2 separate regions of the Pan troglodytes genome follow, and region 2 is linked to region 1. Evidence: chromatin contacts called from public Hi-C data. All regions are on one chromosome and are shown on one strand. Each heading gives the region's core, a stretch centred on a gene start, on an enhancer-like site or on the middle of the called end of the contact. The rest is flanking DNA. Distances are from core to core; before and after follow the strand shown. Region 1 has its middle 58 kb from the start of MIR3937. Region 2 holds the start of LOC107972755 (actin nucleation-promoting factor WAS).

Region 1 (4,348 bases), core at 1,255-3,754:
CACACCATACACACAAACATACCTGTCTACAGCTCCTTGTAAAATCCCAGTTCATAAAGCCATCTCTGGGATGCTTCCTTGATCAAACCCCCTCCCTCCTCACTGCCCAAATGCCATTTTTTCTCCCCCACCACTGCCCAGCCCCCCAGGAGTTGGGCCACTCTTTTCACCCCTCCTCCCACCCCAACCCCAGGCTTGTTTTCTTTTCCTGAGTGATTTTAGGTTCCCATCTGTCATCTTAGGTCATTAATCCCTAGACAGAAGGCCAAAGAAGCCTACCCCACATAGCCAACCCATTAACTAATTGCAAAAGGTGCCTGCGTCATATCACATTTATCCACTGAAACAGCCCCCTCGCCTGTGCCTCGCTTCCTGAGCTGCACTGATAAAAATGACAAGCCACCTGCTACTGCCCTGGATGGCATTGCCATGATGGATGACCCATGTCCTGAAAGGGTGGGGGTCAGCCACGGAGACTCATGTGGCAGGGCGATGAGGGGGCTGAGAGGTGGACAGGAGCGAGTGGCCAGCTGCCAGGGTAATTGTCTCCCCGACTGAGCATGATCTGAGACTTCCTGTGTCCCCAGATACTGCTCCTCAGCCCTGGATGCCCTAGACGACTGCCCGGGGATGGTCGGGCCTCCGAGGACAAGGACAGATGGGGAGGCCTGAAAGGCCCCCAGCCCCCGCCCCCCTCCCCCCCCCGCCCCCCTCCCCACCCACCCCCCCCGCCTGCTGGCAACTGTTCCCTCCACCCTTTCAGCTGCTGGTCACTGAGTCAGCAAGTTCAAGGAGACTGGCTTTTGATTGACCACCCACAGTCTGCAGGCAAAACCTTCTCTCTGACAGGGAGGCCTTGAATGCAGGTGGTCTCCAGAAGCTTCCCCTCCCCTCTACTGGGGGCTTAGAGGCCACACCAGCCCAGCGCAGGGACTGCCTGATGGCCTATTTCCCAGCAGGGATTGCCGGTGAGCCTGTGTGGGAGTGTGTGCGCACATCCTGCTTCTCTACTTCCAGGATCAAAATAAATTGCCTGATTGACAAACCTCCTCTGTAGTTCGTGTGCGCTGGGCCCGTGGGTCGTCCGTGGCTACAGATGCAGTCAGCTGACCTAATCCATTTATCTTATTTATACTGTATTCCATTTTCCATATGCAGAGTTAGGGCCTCCCGGATCTGTTATGCAAATTAGACATGATGATTTGCAAATGAGCAGAGGCCTGGCACTTTTTAAAAATTATCATTAAGAATGTTGCCACCCTGCCACTGGCGGGGAGGAGGGAGGCTGGAAGGGAAGAAATGAAGGCATGTGATCCAAAGCTTCCTTCTCTATGTGGCTGGTTGGCTCATCCCTCCATTCTCCCAGCCTTCTGAACCCCCGCTGACTCCTGTCTTCTCATATATTCACTCCATTGGAGGGGGCTGACGAGCACAGGCATCACTGGGGAGAAAGAAAAGGCTGGCAGGGGATTCACAAAGAGCTGAAAAAGGCCAGAGGGAGATGTCCAACAGCCGGGCTGCAAGTAGCCCTTGAAAGCTGGCACCAGCCATCCAGAGTCCCACAGCCCACTGCCTCAACCAACAAAAGACAGAGGCTCACTGATGGATGTGTTACTTTTGTAGAGTGGGGAAGTGAGATGGGTGGATGGTGATTTTCCAGGGTTTTTCTTTAGGGCAAGCAAGTACCACCTGTAGGCTGTTCCATAGGATACTCCTCAATCAAATGGCCCCAGAACAAGCCTTGCACCACCAGATCTCATCCTGGGTGGGAACAGTAAGAAGTGCATTATAACTCACAAGCATGCAACTTGACAGAGTCTTTTTTCTCCCTCATTCTCTCCTCAAAACCCCCTTCAGGCAGACGGCTTGGTTCAAAACTACACCAAGTTGGGCCTTTAGCTTAGTCCTTAGCCATGACCTATAGCTCAGAGGTCAGCATATGGATGAGATCAAGTGAGGGCACTCGCATCTGAATCTTCTTCGGGCACTCCAAGCAGTACATTGAAAGTGAGGCGCCACGTATGGTCCCACAAGGCATCATGGAAAATGATCCATCTCTGGCCAGCCAGATGGGGGCCAGTTGGGGTACCCAGACTCGAGAAATGGGAAAGCATCCCCATGTAAAGCTCCTCCACACCGTCATCATGTTCCTTCTGGTTTCCCCTGCTGGGGCTCCTGGCAGTCTGCTGTGTTGTTTTCTAGTGTGGTATTTGAGAAAGAACCCTCATTTTAGTTCAAAGTTCTGCAGATTAATCTGAAGCCAATATCTTACTTTTTTTTAATACACTGGAGAAAAGAACATGTAATCCCAGCTTTTCCAAAAGCAGAGCAGAAGAGTTCAATAACAAAGTTGTATTTCACTTGGCAATCGGGGAAAGCTGCCCCTTTTCTTCCAAGCGTCCTTGTTTATTGTTCTGTTCCTAAGAATATCCAGAAGAGACATCTCCAGGGCAGCAGGCACTCTTTCACCAGGAATTTCAAAAATGGCATTCGAAACATTTTGCCAAGAGTTAGGCAAATGCAGGCGGGTCCCCAGCATGCAAATTATAGTGCCAGACATCAGGAACAGTATGGAGAGTTGTCTCTGACAAATAAGATGATGTTTGCAGAGTTTTTAATAAAATTAAATACAAGATCCTGAAGGAGATAATGCCAGATTTAACCCCAACGTGCCTGGTTTGCATTAAGAACCCACATACCTCCTTGCTATCCCTCTGGCTCTCAACACAAATCCAAATCTCCTTTGAATCTTGTCTTAATGTGTTTCACGAACGGCAAGCCATCATTGGTGACCAGGCGGTGTTTTTAATTACTGTGTTCTGTTCACTTCTGTAAGGTGCTGTTGTTATCTTTCCAGCAGATACTTACAAATATGGCTTCTTTGGAGGTTCCCTGTGATCTCCACAAGGACTGCAACTGCTAATGAGAGCCAGGCAGGGCCCCAGCCAAGGGGGCCACTGATTATCAAGCCAAGAAACAACCAGACTCAGAAACTAATGAGCAGGCAAGGAGACCAAAACAGACTAAGAATATGGAGCACAGCACCAGAGAGAAAGGCCACCAAGACAACCTTAGGAGGGAGACGGAGAGGGAGATAAACTTTAATTCTATCAGAACATACAGTTGCTAACAGACAAGGCAGCTGTGTTGGTGAGAGCAGAGGGAGCTTTTTATTGGAGGCCTTGGAGATATGGCTGCAGCCCATCAGGGAAAGAACATGTGGGACATAAAAGACCGGATTTATTCCCCGAAGGCTCTTCTGACGTTGGGAGCCAATGTTTGAAAACCAGGTCTCTCCCCTGCCATTATTTTCCCTGCTTGAGATGACACCTACCCACCTTCCACAGGTCTACAAATCTGCTCTGCCACTCCAAGGTCATTGCAAATTCTATCCCATACCCTGGACTGCCCAGATGATCAGTGGTTTTATTAACCAAACATTTATTCAGTTCCCTCTATTGGCTAGGTTCTGGGAAGATGATTCTATGATGATCACTGCCCTGAAAGAAGAGTTAGGAAGATCAACATGGAAAGGAATACTTGGAGGAACTGGGACCCTCAATGGCTCTTCCAGTCATTGAGAAAGAAATCATGTCCTACCTTGAGACCTGCTCTTGCAGGGTCATTTTGATCTGAGATTTTACTCTGGAATTGTTTCAGACAGATGCCTTGGGGCAGAGACTGGTAGATGCTCACCAAAACTGTTTCCTCTTCCTGGGCGCACAAACTAGTTTTGAAGCTCCTTTTAAACTTGATGAGAGAACAGCTTTCACCAATCAACTATGAGCAAAAGGGATTAAGGACTCAAGAGGCAGGGTGTCTTCTCCGTTCTCTCTCTTGTCTCTTCTCTCCTCTTCCCTCCTCTCCTCTCCTCTCCTCCTCCTTCTCCTCCTCCTCCTCCTCCTCCTCCTCCTCCTCCTCCTCCTCCTTCTTCTTCTTCTTCTTCTCTCTCTCTTTCTCCCTCTCCCTCTCTCTCTCTCTCTCTCCCCTTTTGCTGCTAGTTGGATGATGTGCCAGGTTGGTCTTGAAGGCATATAGTGAAAATGGCAGAGGCACAACACCATAGGAGACTGATGTGCTAAGTCAAGCCCCCTAAAAGCAGAGCTTAAGGAGTTTCTACCCAAGGGATTTCATGGCAAAATGTTCCCAGCAGAAGCTGCAAGGACTGAGAGAAGCAGGATGAGGCAAAGGGAGAATCTAAGCAAACAGGTAGTTTAAAATGAAGTTCAGCCTCTGATAGCACAGGAGCTCTGATGCTTGAGTAGCTCCAAGGAGTTGCATCCACTTGAGACCAAAGAGCCAGGCATTTGTACCCCTGTACCATTGCCTACAGGCTGCCCCCAGGGCT
Region 2 (4,471 bases), core at 1,480-3,979, 500 kb after region 1:
GGGGGTGGGGATAAAGATAAGCCAATTTTTTTTTCCGCCATGCAAGTGTGAGAGATAAGATAACGCTAAGCTGGGGCAAAGCGGCTGCTTACAACCTCCCCTTAGCGATTTTGATCGGTCACTTCTTATCTCGCAAAAATGCTCTTTTCGAAAACTGGATCAAAAAAGAAAAAGAGAAAAAGAAAAGAAAGAAAGAAAGATTTTCATTTGGAAGTGACATTTAAAACCCACCTCCCCTCCACTGACAACCCACCCCCCATTGGCGGGGCTCCCCAGGAAAAGTCGCACCTCGACTGCAGGATTTCAGGCTTTCTCGCGGGGGGCAGGATTACTAGTGCAATTAGGTTGAATAAAACCAGGGATGCGTGATGAGGATTTATCCTGTATCCAACCCAAGCTCGCGGCTGGGTTTTCCTTCTCTTAGTTACTGGTCGATGTTTGTGTTTCGCCATCGCACTCAGTGCCTTCAAACTAAACAGGTAGTTATACTTGGGAGGGTCATATAACTATGTCAACATGAAGTGGTTGTTAATGCGAAATAAGAAGAAACTCTTCTGATATTTATAGGCCCCTATAAAGGGAGAGAAAGGAAATCACACTCCCTAGAACCCGAAAGCTCCCAGCCGAACCGGACCCTCGGGGAGTTTTAGAAATCCTTCTTTCCTCACAGGAATTTCGCGAAGGGGTTTCCGGAAGACTTTGTCGAAGAAGGTTTTGGTATCAGACTCCACGACCTCAGAGCGCCCTGCAAATTCCCCCCGGCCCAGTGGCTAGCCCCAGAATGCAAACCTCAAGGCGGGCGCCCCAGACCAAGCTGACCTAGCCTCTGCCCACCCCCAGCCCACAACCCCGAGGCTCCCACCCCCTGCCCCCGACCGGGTCGGCACCGTGGCGTCCGGCACATGCCAAGTCTACCGTCTCCAGGCCAGGCTGCAAGATCCAAAGGTTGGGGCCTGCCGCGGCCGGATTGTCCCTGGGGAGCCGAAACCGCCCAGCGGGGAAACCCCTCCTCTCGCCCTTCCCCGAAAAGCTTGGCCGCGGTCTAAGCTCCGAGCAAGCGGGCATCCGCTGACAGCCGGGCCTCACGTAAGGCCCACACGCGTCCCATTAGTCAGCCCGAGTTCCCCTCGGGCGAGCCGCCTGGCGCGGCCCCAAGGCCGGGCTCAGGCGGGGAGGGGGTGCGGGGCCGCAGCGAGCTGGGGGCGGAGGTGCGGGCTCCGCGGGGCCCGGCCAGGCTCGGTTCCGCGTTCCTGGGCCCGCGGGTAAGCTGAGTCGGCGGGGCAGGCCGCTCCCTGGCTGGCGCCGGGGCGCCGAGCTGCGCTTCACGTGCCCGCCATATCAGCAGCAGCGGCGGCGGCGGCGAGGAGGGGGGGCTGGGAGGCGCGCGGCCGTTCCCGCGGGGTCTGCGGACCCCGCCTCCCCGCCCCTCCCCGTGGGGGCTGGGCCGAGACCACCCTGCGGCCCCCATCCCAGCGCAAGCCGAAAGCGGCGCTGCCAGACGCAGAGAGGCTCCTGGGGCGCCGTTCCGAGAGCCGCGCGGCGGCAGCAGCCAGGGGAGGGTGCTCCTCGCGGCCGCCCCGCCGCCGCCGCCGCAGTCACGGGGACCGGAAGCCCTCGCGCCGCCCCGAGCGGCCTCCGCTGGCCCCAGGGCTGTTCCAGACGAGGGCTGGCCGCGCGTCACCCCTGATCCCTCCTCGCCCCAGGCGACCACCCGGGCCCTGCGGTATCCCGGTGTAAGCCGGGAGGACCCTTCCTGCGGTCCGATGAGATGTCCCTGTCCCTCTGCTACCACCATAAGCACGCCCCCCCGCACCGCTCGCAGCTCCGCAGCTGGGACGGGAGGGGCGCGGAGCCGCCACTCCGGCCGGGCAGGAACACCTGCTCCCAGGCCCTGCAGCTGGGCGCGTGCTGCTGTGAGAGGCTGCCTACTGTTGTGTGCAGAGATCGCGGAGAAGAAAATAGGGCTCCGAAGCTCAGGGCCAGGAGCAGCCAAGCCTCGGCCACCCCCATCTCCCACCCACTGCAGGCGACAGAGCGCGAAGCCAGAGGGCCTGCTGGGGGCCTGGGTCTCTTTTCGAAGGTCGAAGGGCCGCCACCCCTGGGATCCGGCTTCTGGCCTGAAGAGGTCGTTCATAAAACAGATGGGGCAAAACCTGTTTTGGGAGCCTTCCCTGTGTCCGCCCCCGCTCTCCAAACCAGACACACTCATCTCCCCCTCAGCCCTACTCTAGCCTCCGGCGGGGGACAGGAGTAGGTCATGGCGGCACCGGTACTCCACCCGCCCCGCTCCACGTAGGGACGTAGGGTCGGCTGCGGGGCTCGGACTTTGCCACTCCACCTAGGGAAGGGCCAATGGACGCTCCCCGTCTCCTCCGTGTCCGAAGGAGATCGGGCGGCGGAGCTGACCTGCAAGGCTTGCCCTGCCTCACCCACCCCCCACCTCCGTCCCACCCTCCCCGACTCTCCTGGCCCAGGGCCCGGCCGGGGAAGGCGTTGTTTTGCCAGCGGGAGCCGAGCGAGTGCACAGAGAAAAGCCTCCCTGCTCTAATGAGAGTGCACACAGCGCTGCAGCGAGGAGGATGATTACCCTGCGGGCGGGGGGGCGCGGGCTCGGGCCGCGGGCGGCGTGTGCGGCGGCCCCGCGGGCCCGGAGTCCCCTCCTGTCTGGCTGCTAATCGCACGCTTTCTGCTGTTACGGAGGCAGGCGGGAGCCGGCGGCCGAGCCCAGCGCCGGCGACTCGGCGGGTGACACGGAAACATGGCGCAGCGCCCCTCCCCCGCCCGCGCTCCCGCCTCCCGCCCTCCCCGCGCTCCCGCCTCCCGCCCTCCCCGCGCTCCCGCCTCCCGCCTCGCACTTCCTCCCGCCCGCGCGGCTTTTGCAGTTCTAATGCTCTGCTTTCGGCCTGGCACCATTACGCTAGCAGCCGCTTCTCCGCGGCCCCGCGCGTCTCTTTCCCCTTTGTTTTCGGGGTCTATAGAAAACGTTTGCTTTTGTCCCGAGCTCTCGTTAAACCAAACTTGTGGTGGCAACGGAAGGCGGTGCAGGCGGGGAGGGGTCCGGGGATTTTGGCAGCAGCCGGCCAGAGCGTGGTGGAAACTTCTCTCGCTGGGTTCTCCGCTCCCTCCCACTCCCCCTCCCCAACACAGAGCCGCCGGCCTCCCGACGCTTCTCCCTTCGCCCCCGAGAGGCCCCAGTGCTCCAGGAAGGTCTGGGCCACAGAGACTGTGACCAGGGGTGAAGAACCCAGAGTGCGTGTCTGTGAGCCCCGAGGTTTTGGCACTCGATGACCTCGCTCCCTGCAGCCCCGACTTACCTCTTTCCCTTTGGTCATTCGGGGCTTTGTATCAGTCGGTGAAGAAGGAAGGGGAGGGAAGAGAAAGTGTTTCTTTCGTGCGTGTGGTTTTTATTTTTAGGATTTGTTGGAATCTGTCACCCCCAACTGCACAGCCCCCTCCCGTATAGGATCTAGGGCGAAAGCGGGGAAACGTCGGCTTTAGAGGGAAAGGGTCGGGTCAGAAACCTAGCCCTGGAGGCTGGATCGTACTCTCCTGGCGGGCTCAGCCACACTTGGTCGGCACGCGGGGCGGGGCGACCCAGCAGAGTGGGGGACGCAAGGGCCAGGTCCCTCGGTCCAGGAGACGCCAAACGTTCCAACCTTGGAGCGAGAGAGCAGGAACCCCCGCCCCCACCCAAGCGCGCGCGCTCCCTAGCTCGACGCGCAAGCCGTGGCTCTCCGCGCCAGAGCTGCTCAGGCGGCAATTTTTTAAGCCTGCAATTAAGCGAGGCGTCGCCGTGTCCTCTGCTAGTGTCGGTCCTGTCAGTCGCACATGGCCTTGGTGCTCCGGTCCGAGGCCCCGCGATTAGTCACAGGCTCGCTTCGCTCCTTCCCTAATCCGCCTCTGCAGGCAGCCTGGGGACGCGGCCGACTTGGCGGCGCTGGCAGGGAGCCACTGCCCGCGGGGCGGGCCGCCTGACCAGTGCCAGCCCCGCTGCGCCCGAGCCGGCGTGGGCCCTGGGGTGCGGGTTTGGCGCCCCTCCCCTCTCACAGCCCCCTGGCTGGGGTGGCTGCGCCCCTCCTCCTCCCGCCCCTCTCCCGGGCCTGAGAGATCTATTTGTGTGGTGTCATTTGCATAAAAATAGGACAAGTGTTTCTGTGCGTTCATACGCGGGAGGCGAAATCCTTATTGATGTGTCTGTGTGGAGCCTTCGGTTGTCGGAGCGGTTTGATTTAGGGTGTTTGTGTTGCCTTCTACAAGAAAGGAGAGAAAGTCCTTCTCAACTCCTTCGGCGGCCTGGGCCCCCAGAAGCATGTCCCTCTGCGCGGCCGGAATGGTCCACCACTTGGGCCCCAAGCGCGCCGGATCCACAGCGAGCAGGTTGAGGGCCAGGCGGGAGGCCCATTATGACTCATAAAATCGGGCGGCCTAATCGCCAGCTGCCAACCCATTTACATGTGGAGCTTCCCAATGC

What was found. A called contact is a pair of places that touch in the nucleus more often than the background predicts.
Region 2: a contact with region 1 is called in a Hi-C map of stem cell-derived neural progenitor cells, with 2.3 times the contacts expected there. The contact joins the promoter of LOC107972755 here to the enhancer-like site in region 1. A contact is called at or near these places in 1 of 7 Hi-C or Micro-C datasets (stem cell-derived neural progenitor cells) and 1 of 1 datasets of contacts at active chromatin or transcription factors (stem cell-derived excitatory neurons).

The regions. Positions count from the first base shown.
Region 1 is chrX:40,026,962-40,031,309 of NHGRI_mPanTro3-v2.0_pri, forward strand. No RefSeq gene overlaps it. Among named protein-coding and RNA genes, the nearest start is that of MIR3937, 58 kb to the right of the region's middle. Within about 2 kb of position 2,505, at least 2 of the 24 cell types and tissues checked have an H3K27ac peak or open chromatin away from gene starts, as enhancers often do. A contact at or near this core is called in stem cell-derived neural progenitor cells, where this site is marked.
Region 2 is chrX:40,529,980-40,534,450 of NHGRI_mPanTro3-v2.0_pri, forward strand. It overlaps LOC107972755 (actin nucleation-promoting factor WAS), which reads right to left and starts at 2,730. Exons shown (of 1, transcript XM_016947537.4): 1 at 1-2,730. The coding sequence starts at 2,209. The coding sequence ends at 1,112. All of the region lies in intron 1 of BCOR (BCL6 corepressor), which reads right to left.